2 separate regions of the Mus musculus genome follow, and region 1 is linked to region 2. A link is a contact called in public HiChIP or PLAC-seq data. All regions are on one chromosome and are shown on one strand. The core of a region is the stretch at or near the end of the contact, and the rest is flanking DNA. Distances in the headings are between cores, read along the strand shown. Region 1 overlaps Ulk4 (unc-51-like kinase 4). Region 2 has its middle 64 kb from the start of Gm39458.

Region 1 (5,722 bases), core at 3,150-5,649, 220 kb before region 2:
AGTCAGGGACGGGCCAACTGAGGCTGTCTTCTTGCGTTTTAGGTAACGTCCAATGAGAGGCTCTTGGAAAGCCTCAAGAACACCGGCAGCCTTCTGCAGGCCCTGGAGCGCCTGGCTCCAGCTCACAGGTATGAGGAGCCAAGTGACTGACTGCTTGCTCAGAGCAAATGCTCTGAACCATTTTTGCCCCTCTCTCCCTCCTCACTTATCAGGGCCAATATCTTGTGGCCTGTCAATATACAACTGGGCTCCTCCTACTGGAGAAGGAACACACGCCTGATGGTAGAAGACCGTGGGAGTCAGCAGAGGTAGCCTTGACCCTGACAGCATCATCAGGCTGCCTTCCTTAGCCCTTCTTTGCCAGGTGATCTAACACCCAGCAGCTGACAGTGGAGGGATAGCTTCACCTCTCCCCCTCCCCCACTAAACAGTCTGTTGAGACCATCTGAGTGAGACCTATGGACTAGGGGTCACCCAAGGAGTATGTCATCCACACTGGAGACAGACATGGTTATCTCAGCAATGACACTTGGTGGACTGACAGCCTCTGAGTGGTAGGTACCTAATCTGGAAAGCAGGGTTACTGCTGACAACCCCACCAGTCAGTTCAGTGCTGCAGCCTGGCTAGGGTGAGGCTTGGTGAGCACAGAGCCCAGGGAGATGGCTCTGGTCCCTGCATCCCCTACTCTGGGGAAGAGCCACTTCTAAAGGGAGCCCAGCCTTCACTGGTATCTGGCATTCCATTGTTTGGTTTCACACACAGTATCTGGGGTTTGTATCCATATGAAGGAAGCTGTAGCTGTGGCCTGTGAGGTTGATGCTATGCAGCAGCTCACATCCAGTCCTGTGGGGTTAGGAAGAGAGGCTGGCTTGGATAGTGCCGTCCTTCTCATCTGCTGGGCCCCTTGGTGTGAGGCAGAGGCCAGGGACAGCCACCAGTGCTGACCAGTGCTCAGGATGGCTGAGCCACTGAAGAGGGAGGTGGTCAGCTAGCTCCCTAAAGCCCTTCCTTGCCAGCCATCTGGGTCTCTACACCTGCTGGGGCTCTTTGCCCTGAGACCAAAGGTAGCTTATTTTTGTGTTGGACCTAAATTTGGATCAAATGTGTCCAAACGAGGCTTAACGTTCTGCAAGGCAGTGTGTAACCTTTCCGCCCACCCCCAGGACATAGGCAGACCTTGCCTTGTCTCTCAGGGTTTGTTCAGATGTCCCCACCTGCAAAGGCCGGATGAGTGGGTGGCACTGCTCTGCTCAGACTGCCCTGCCAGGAGGCTGGCCTTCCATCCATGCCAGCCCTTCTGGGGCTTTGGTGGGCAGCGTGGCACCACAGGACTGTCCCGGACTCTGCCAGAAGCAGGCCAAGTTCAAAGACATTCCACCACCCCTCAGGGCCTTTGATGCGCAGAACAGGAATTCATGGCACTGTCCCTCGGTGGCAGCCCTGTCCGATGGACTGCAGCTTTCATGCGGCACCCCACCACCCACCCCATTACGCACAAACAGCTATTTCCTTGCCTTGGGGGTGCCACCCGTGGTCTAACGTTCTCTTCAGGGGCTGCCGAGTGCCATGTTTTTCTTTGTTCCTAGCCAGGTTTACATGCATTCTCAAACAAAACAAAGTTTCTGTTTTAAGCTCCTAATTGCCCACTTGCAGTCTCCTAGTATTATCCCACAGTGCATGGAGGTGAGAGCCCACAGTGGACAGGAGCTGGCAGTGCAGAGAGGAAGGGGTTAGAGTCAGGGTGGAGAGAGAGATTTAGGAACCAGGGGCTGGGCAGGCTGGCTACACCTGTCCACCAACTCGCACAGGCAGACTCAAATGGCTGGTGGTGCCCAGGGCCTGGGCTGAGGTGCAGTGGAGAGGCCCAGCCTCATTAGGAGGTTTGACCCCTATACATTACTTTTCTCTTCCACAGCTCACCCGTCGACACTATCGTGGCTTCCTTGGCCCTGGAACTCCTCCAGGCAGTTGGGCATTAGACACGGCCATCCTGTGGCACAGTGTGGTCAGATCCCACACCATCCTTTCTCACCAGTCTCAAGTGGAGCTAATAAAATCAATGGGCCAGAACCTCATGTGTCAAACCCTCTCACTGACTGACCTATTCCTCTCTATGTGGAGGTCAAGTGGCCTCCACTCAGGTGAGCCACAGCCCTTAGCAGCAGCTAGGGAGCAGGCCTGTCTAAGCCCCACTTTCCTCTGGTGTTGCATGGCCACTTCCTTTTCAAGGACAGAGAATTCCAAGAATCCTAGGGAGGCCTGGGTGAGACTTGCACGCACAGCAAGTTCAGTTTGCATGCAGGAGTGCAGGACACTAGAGTCCAGCAGTTGTGGGGATGCTGGTGTCAGGGCACATTTGCTTCTCCCAACTGGCCCTCATTCCTTACAATCTATGCCATGTGCCAAGTGACAATTCTGGGGAGGAGTGTGCACACATGAGCCATGTCCAGAAGCAGCTGGCCCAGGTTGGGCCAGTGGGCAGAGGGCCCCTTCTGTAGTAGGGAAGCTGGTCCTACTGCTAGCAGCAGCCTTGCCTTGACACGGACACGGTGATATGGAGAGCCTGCCAGCTCCCATTTAGCCCCATGATGAAAACAGCCATACCATGCCCAACCAACCGCAAAGGCCTCAGCTTCCTGGGCCAGGCAGGCCCTCCTCTTGCCTACAAGGCCCCTTGGTATGACTGGACTCAGGGCTCCACTGTCCTGAGCAGGAATTGGATGAGGTGACAGACACAGAAGCACTAAGGATTCCATGCAGCTAAGAGTGGTCTTTCACCAAGCTGTGTGCCCATGTGGACCTGGCCTGGCTGCATTATGCAGTGATTGTGGCTAAGTGTCCTAAGGAAGCAGGTTCGGGTCTTAGCTCCCCTTTCTGCCCAGTGCTTGAGTTCTGGAATCTTGCTAGAAGCTGCTTCAAAACAACAAGACATTCCTCTTCCTCTCCCCTTTTCAGAAGAACATAGAACAATCTAAACCAGGAAGGCTTTAACATTCCAGGACATTCTGCCAGGTGATTTTACAGGCAAGGGGCCTGGGGTGTGAAGCAGGGTTGCTGTCTTGCTAGACACTAGGCCTGGCAGCCACCGCCCACGCCTCCCATTCCCTGCTTCTCCCACTCAAGGTGATATGGCTTGCTCCCCAAGCTTATAAACTACTGTGGAATAGATGAACACACTGGCTAGTGGGGGGAAGGAGGCAAGCACAGCTCCTCCTCTGCCCCGCCTCCCTGCCCTGTGCTGGCCCAGGCTCCAGCCTGCACTGCAGCCTCACTCCCTAACTCCAGCAGCCACTAAGCACACCAGGCACAGACAGAAGCAGAGCACCAGGCAGGCGGCTGGCCCCAGCTCAAGCCTTTGCCCTAAACCATAGCCTGAAAGTAGGGGCTGGTTGTGCTGCCCTCAAGAAATACCAGAAAGTAAGTGGCCACAGCTGCCCTGAGGATACCTAGGTAGCTGTGGTGGCCATCTTTTGTTTTCTGTGTGCACTCACAGACTCCGGGGACCCTGGGCTGGCATATCCTGTGCTCTATTCCAGCAGAGAGCTGCTGCACAAGGTGAGTGGAGGGTTTGCTCCCCCATCCCAGCCAGCTCACAAACGGCCTTTACTCCCTTCCCCAGACACTGAAAAACCAGCCACAGTCCGGGTGGCTCAGCTGTGGTAACCTCAAAGGCAGCACAAGAAGGCAAAGAATCATTGGCCTCTTGTGACTTTCTTGGTCATATGGTTGGCCTAGGCAGAAGCTTGGGACCCCAGTGGTAGAGGATGTGACTAGCAGCTTTAACCAAGAGGCAACAGGCCCAGAATCACAGATGCTACTCAACCTTGTGCAGCAGGTAGTCTCTTTGTTTTTGTAGTGGCTCTGTTCAAGACCCCATATGCCCCAAGGGCAGCAGCCATGTTCTACTTTTCTATTGATGCACTCAGCCACACTGGAGTCTTTTACTGAATGCTCACTAAAATGGCCATGTGACAGCTTATTTAGCTGTTGGGAGTTTCTATTACCCACAATGCTCTGCCTTTGACAGCACCTCAAGCTCTTGAGAATATCTGGCTTACAGTCTGCTGGCCCCACCCCAAACAGACACAGGGTGTGGTTTCTATTGTTCATGAAGATCTCTTGGAAATACAAATGGCACTCTTCCCAGTCTAAGAGGTCTTTGCCTCTCCTTTTGAAAAATTGTGTGCCTGTCCACCCCAGTGCACTGCTCTCTGGGGTCCGTTGCCTTCCACTTTGTGAAGACAGTGCCTTTTTAAAAACACAATCTCACTTTCATTTACTGGGTACCACTGCTGCTTGTGGAATGGGGAAGTTGGCTTCCCCTCTGCTACCTGGATCAACTCTGACCCGCTGAGTCATCTCACCAGCCTGAGGCAGGGTTTCTCTTGCCACATCTGGCTTTTTAAAAATACAGGCTCCAGAACTCCAACTAGGATGACCAGGTTTTCGCCTGCTGAGCCAGCCCTCTCTGGGGCTGCTTGCTTGGCCTCACCACTGACTGAAGAGACCTATAACTTCTTCTAATGTTGGCAGTTGAGGAGTCAGGGGTAGGAGAATGGACAGACCACATTCCACAATGCTGCCTTCTCCTTCAGATCTCACCAGTTTATAATTGTACTCAGGATACTACTTTCAGGAGGCAGTGTGGTAGAAGATCTCTCTCTAGAGAACAGACAGCCATCAGACCTGTCAGATCAAGAGCAGCTGCTTATCTTGCCAGCACCTTTCACTATCAGGACCCAGATCAAAGTACCTCATCTGTGCCCTTGGCGTGGTGGCTGCTGCAGAGGAAGGAGTCAGGTGTCTAGCTCCCAAGGACAGCTCAAAACTGGAGCTGCAGTCAGAAAGCTGCTCTGGAAGCCCCATCTTCCCTTCCCTTCACCTGCACCTGTGTCAGAACCAGGACAGCTGCTTAGGAGCTCCCACCTACAGCATTGCTTCAGACGTGTGGGTGCCTGCCAGCATCCTGTGCACCTCACCCCTCCAGGCATGCCTCTGTGAATGCTGCCCTACCGAGTGTGCTAAAGTGCTAGTAGAGTATGGTGTTTGCTTTCCTACAAGCCTCCAACCACTGCCCGTGAGGCATGCCTACATCTCAGACAGCACCCATCTGCACTTCTGTCCCTTTGCCACCTCTGCAGGTAGGACTTGGCTCTGTATCATCCTTGTGCTTCTAGGTATTCCAGAACTACCACCATACGGAATACCCTGCTGCGGTCCCTCACATAAAAGGGTGACTGGAGTAAAGCTCTACCCCTGTTAGCCGGACCCCACCAAGGTATCTCTGAGGACTTCCTCACAGGACCCTCTTCCTCCTGTGAATTTAACAGGCACAATCTTAAGACTCAGGAAAGCACAACACAAATTCTCACTTTTTAGAAAACCCAACCACGAGTTGTAACACATCTTTCTTTGTAGGAAATGTGTACAAAGTCTGCTTGACAGACCTACCACCAAAATGACAGATCATCTGGCAGGCCACAGGGAAGGAGCCCATTTTGGTTTTAAGATCAGATAAACACGGTTACTGGTTGAAATGACTAGAAGGGTTGTCCTCTCCAAGTGAGCCTCACTAGCAATGATGTTTAAGTTCAAACCCAGGCAGAGCCTCACTCCTGCAGTGGGACGGCAGCAGCCTAAGGAGGCTTAGTCAGCTTAGTCAGCTCCAGCTCTAGCTGCTGCTCAGTGTAGCACAGAGACTACTGCAGGAAGCCTGCCTGC
Region 2 (5,368 bases), core at 1,837-4,336:
TTCTCTGCTATGATACCTGAAACCATTTTGTTGTTACAGCATCAGGACATCTGCTTTTCACTGTGATCCTTGACTGACAGCATTGATTTGCCCACGGGAAAGACCTTGCTAAGAGGGAGGACTTCACTCCCGAGTCAGAATCTGTCTTCCACTGAGGCCGTGGTAATAAACAGGCACCCTAGAGTTTACAAGCTCTGGGGAACCTTAACTGTCAGCTGACCATATCTTCCAGTTACCTAAGAAAGGAGTCTCCATTGATGGGTTTCTCAGGTGTGACTGGCCACTGGGCATGGCTGTAAAGGATAGTCTTGATTCCAGAGGGCTCAGCCCACTATAGGTGGCACTGGGAAGGCGGTCCTGGGCTGTGTAAGAAAGCTAGCAGAGCCTAACCCTGAGAGGGAGCCAGCCAGCAGGATCTCTCCAAGGTGCCTGCTTCAAGTTCCTGCCCTGACTTCTCTCCAATGACTGTCTGTGACCTGGAAGTGTAAACCAAATAAACCCTTTCCTCCCAAGATGCTTTTATCAGCGTGTTTGATCAGAGCAACAGAAAGCAGGACAGCATCCTAGGTCAGGGTTGAGTCTCGGGACTACTGCTCACCAATTCTGTAACTCTGGATGCTTTTCCTTGTCCCAGTCTCTGGATTGGGCAATTGGATGCCTTGGGATTCAGGGGCTAGCCCTTCTCTTTAAAGTTTTTGTTTTAATTTTTATGTTGTAAGTAAGTGTTTTGTCTGCATAAACACACATCACATATGTGCCTGGTTCCTGCGGACACCAGAAGATGGCATTGGATCCTCTGGAACTGTAGTTAAAGGTGATTGTGACTCACATGTGGGCACTGGGAACCAGGCCAAGTCTTCCACAAGAGAAGCCAGTGCTCTTATCCGCTGAGCTGCCACTCCAGAATAATAAGAGAACAGGGCACTGAAAATCAGTTTGATAAGGGGGGCTGGGGAGGACCCAGGTTCAATTCCCAGCAGCCACATGGTGGCTCACAGCTCTGTAACTCCAGGATTCAAGCTCTATACACAGATATACATGCAGGCAAAATGCCAACAAAGGGAAGGAAGGAAGGAAGGAAGGAAGGAAGGAAGGAAGGAAGGAAGAAAAAACCAGTTCAATAAATTTTATAATAGTAAAATCTATATAGAGGACTGGAGAGACGGCCCAGGGTTAGAGGACCTATTTCTCTTCCAGAGGAGTTGGGTTTGGTTCTCAGCATTGACATCAGGTGGCTCACAGTTGCTCATAACCTTAACTCTGAGGACACCGCAGGCAGATGGTATGCATAATCTCATTCAGGTATACACACAAATAAATCAATCTTTAAAAGTTATGTGCAACAGGAAACCAGCTTTTACATGTTGCCCAGCCTCTGCCAGCAGAAAACAATTCAGGTTTCTGACCAGATACTATTTCCTTAAGTGGTCTCACCCTTATCCTTGCTACATTGTTTCTGTAGCTTCCTGAGGTCCGCCTGGTATGCGGGCAAACACAGTGAGTCAAACAGACGCCATACTGGAAGGCTGTGGCACTAAACTTCTACTTAGGAAAAAAATAAAGTTGACCTCAGAAAATAGTGACCTCCTTTGAATTCACCATGAGTTGTGTCAGGCCGCTGGGGCTGAGTGAAGTAGTTCAACTTTGTGATGGCTATAAGGGAAAAATTTCCTAGCTAAACAAACATAAAGCAAGGGGTTACATTTAGCTATTTCAGGGTGTCATTTTTCAAGCCCTTTAATGAAGGCTATGTGAATGTACAATGAATTAGACATTAATCAAAGCAGTTTGTTTTTCTTTTTTTTATTATTTCCTGTGTATGTGTATACATGTGTGTGCTTGTTTGCATGTATGTATGCATATGTATGCATGTATGTATGCATATGTATGCATGAATGCCAGAGGCCAGCATCCCAGATGTCTTTCTCAAATGACATCCATCTTTACTTTTGGAGACAAGGTCTCTCTTTGAACTGAAAGTTCACCAATTTCAGCAAGACTGGCTGTCCAGGAGGGTCCTGGACTGCTCCTGTGTCAGCCCTGCCCCTTCAGCACGGGGATTACAGATGTTCGCTTCTGTGCCTGATTTTTGGAGGCTGACCTCAAGTCTTTAGGCTTGCACAGGAGATACTTAACTGCTATCTCCCTCACCCTCAGCCCTAATTATGAGCTGAGAATCTGGAGCCAGCAAGGAAATGGGGCCACTGAGTAGTAGGAGGGAATGCCTGTGCTGTGTACTGTAGATAGGGTCCCACCTGACTGGAACTTTGCTTTGATTGGAGGTCCTCTTGTGACTCCAGAGAGAGGCTGACTGCAGATCAAACTTCTAAGATAGGGAGGTCTGGACAGACAATCTGCTGATTCGATGCCATGTGGGGTTTGAAAGCTCTGCTCCAGCTACAGGCCCAGGTTATCTCCCAATTCGGAGGTTTCCCTACTCCTATCAGAGGGGCTACAGCAGTTGAAGGGGATGATTGCAGCCACAGAAAGGAGGAGTTTTTAACGGACACTTGCTTCACAATTCCCTAAGCCCTGGGGGCCCTGGCCCTCCACGGAGCAGAGCTTTATTTACCTTTCTGTTTCATGATGGAGAAAACATCCCTGTGCCAGCTCTCCACCCTCCAGACCCAGTCAGACTGCGGTGGTGGGAAATCTCTGGGGAAGCTGGCTTTGCAACTGTGAAGGAATGCCTTTGTGAGAGAGGATCCTGCCCTGTGCACAGGCCAAAGGGGCTGCAGAGTGGAATTTTCTCTCTTCCCCTTTCTGGCAGGCAGACAGACCCTGTCTTCAAAGTTCGCAGGAAAGGTATGTTTTGACAAGCACACACATACTGCTTCAGAAAAGCCACAGAGGCAACGCCTTTGTTGCCCCAGAGCCCACTCCCTTCCACGCAGGAGGTGAAGCCCTTTCAGAAGCCGCATAATGGAAACCGAGCCTGAGTTTGCTTGTACTGTTTCCCCGAAAGTACATAACTTCCATTCTGTGGTTCCACACAGCACATTCGCCCTCCTCACAAATGCAAACCCTGGCAAGGCTGTTTGTCCAGCCAGCCCGGGACTGGCAGGGAACACGAAGTTTGGCAGGACTCATGAGGCGTCTTTCTGTAGGGCTTTGGTTTCCTGGTCAGTTGAAGCTAGTCCAGTTATTGTCCCAGTGTTCTGCCAGATAAAACATGGGGGAGGGGGGCTTTTCTAGAAGCCTGGCCTTGTGACTGTGGGATGTGAGGAGGGATCATGAGCTGAGCAGAGAAGTAGGAACTCAGGCCAAGGCCCAGGAGTTCTCTTCTCCAGCACGGGCTCTGACTCTGCTCTCTGGAATGTAGACCTATGCCTGACTCACGGCTGGCGCTGAAATTACCTTCACCTTCACACAAGGCTGTACCCTGTAATAGTAGTCCCTCTCAGGGACATGGGGTTAGCATGGTCAACAAATGAATCCCACCTGTAATATAAAGAGATCTAGCATATTTGGAGCCCTGGGTTCGAATCTCAACAATGCATAAACTGTGTAGTGGCTCATGTCTGTAGTCCTAGCACATGGGAGGTAGAGGCAGATGGATCAGGAGTTCAAGACTATCCTTGGCTATGTAGGAAGCTCAAGGGCAGCCTGGGGTGCATGAGACCCTGACCAGAAGCAAATAAATGAAAGAACAGAGAGAGAAAAGCAGCCCATGCAGAGAACCACCCAGGAGCAAACATGAGGTCCAGATCAAGAAAGACAGACCCTGTCCCCTCCCAGCAGGATGGAGAAAGACCCTGTCCCCTCCCAGCAGGTCCCCTGGGCTGCCTTCCACAGTTCTCTGACTTACAGCCACTGGTTAAGAGTCACTGAAACACTGTTTCCAGAACGTTCTCTTTAAACATACATTGTAAATTCTCAAGAGAAGCCAGGGTGGGTTTCTGTTTTGGGACCTTCCATAGAGTAAAGGACCTCGTCCCATCCTAGATTGGCTACATTCTCATGGCTGAGCAGGGGTGCTAAACCCTGAAGCTAGTGGTGACTGATACTTAAAAGTTTGTAGATTCTGTCTCCCTGGACATCACAGCAGCTATTGGATATGGGATCCCAGGGCCCGAATGTGATTTTGTAGATGTGAGAAATGCTGGAAACTCAGGGCTCATTAAACATCAGTGCACAATATTGTTGGGCTTTTTGTTGTTGCTGCTGTTATAAACAACATCTTTGAAAACCTTATACAAATACCTGTATTCAGCCCTGCAGAGGTTGTGGGCAGGAACTTGGTTTCCTTGGAGGTGAAAAGGAGCTACCTGCTGTGGATGTGACAGATCCTCCAGTCTGCCCCAGCATCTGCAGTCTGACCTAGCCAGGCTGCTCCTAACCAATCTTTTCTCTCCCTAGTCATGTGGCTCAGAAATCATTCCCAGCTTTCCCCAGGGACACACACACTGCTGGCCTCCTGTCTATAAACTCCTCCCCTCTTTGAGAAATCTTACTGCCTCTTATCTGTACAGCTCCAGCTGGCTGGTTGAGCTAAGAGCAGAGAGGTCACTCTCTGAATAGATTATGTAGTTCAGTCTTGAGTAGATCGAGGCTCCTGTGTAGTGGGTTTGTGGCCCACCACCCTACCACACCTATCCAAGTCACAACAGCAGGAATTGGACACTGAATATTCCTGAGTCTATATGCCTATGAAGGCCAACTTTATACACTTATATAGTTGTAGATATGTACGTGTGTATGTGTGTGTGTGTGTGTGTGTGTGTGTATACCACATAAAGCCACAATAGCACTACCCCATTATTTTTATTTGTTGTTTATTTGTTTGTTTTTCTAGACAAGGTTTCTCTGTGTAGCCCTGGCTGTTCTGTAACTCCCTCTGTAGACCAAGCTGGCCTCAAACTCAGAGATCTGCCTGCTTCTGCCTCCACAGTGCTGGGATTAAAGGTCAGGGCCACCACAGCCACCACCACAGCCCGGCTCAATGCTACTCCATTCATATCATGGTTATTTTTAGCTCCCTGAGGTCATCCATGTGCAGATTTAAATTCAAAGATTCTTATCCTTATTTAGACAGGTTTTTGAACCAATCACAAAACAGCTCTTTCCTGTATGCTTTTATCTTCCCATGTAGTATTTCTCAGATAATTTCCCCTTAAAAACAAACAAACAAGACAAGACAAGGCTACCCTGGGAGACCTTTCCCTGCTGCTAAACTGTGTTAGCCGCTTTTCTCCTGGCTGAGACCAAATGCCTGAAAAGCACAGGAAGAGAGGAAGGGTTTACTCTGACCCACCGTTGAGAAAATACAGTCTTCTGTGTGGATAAGGAGGCACGCAGCAGCTGTGGGGTCTGACTGGTCACATTGCATCCACAGTCAGGAGGTAGACAGGACAGGAAGTGGGGCCAG

Evidence for each region. HiChIP or PLAC-seq counts read pairs in DNA pulled down with a chosen protein or histone mark.
Region 1: an H3K27ac HiChIP or PLAC-seq map of trophoblast stem cells shows a contact between it and region 2, with 4 times the contacts expected there. The contact joins two enhancer-like sites. A contact is called at or near these places in 1 of 484 Hi-C or Micro-C datasets (bone marrow-derived macrophages), 2 of 115 datasets of contacts at active chromatin or transcription factors (embryonic stem cells and trophoblast stem cells) and 2 of 9 other capture datasets (adipose tissue and pancreatic islet).

The regions. Positions count from the first base shown.
Region 1 is chr9:120,960,803-120,966,524 of GRCm38.p6, reverse strand. It overlaps Ulk4 (unc-51-like kinase 4), which reads left to right. Exons shown (of 37, transcript NM_177589.3): 36 at 43-128; 37 at 1,917-2,071. The coding sequence ends at 1,980. Among named protein-coding and RNA genes, the nearest start is that of Mir7090, 8.6 kb to the right of the region's middle. Within about 2 kb of position 4,399, at least 97 of the 459 cell types and tissues checked have an H3K27ac peak or open chromatin away from gene starts, as enhancers often do. A contact at or near this core is called in trophoblast stem cells, where this site is marked.
Region 2 is chr9:120,737,204-120,742,571 of GRCm38.p6, reverse strand. No RefSeq gene overlaps it. Among named protein-coding and RNA genes, the nearest start is that of Gm39458, 64 kb to the right of the region's middle. Within about 2 kb of position 3,086, at least 178 of the 459 cell types and tissues checked have an H3K27ac peak or open chromatin away from gene starts, as enhancers often do. A contact at or near this core is called in trophoblast stem cells, where this site is marked.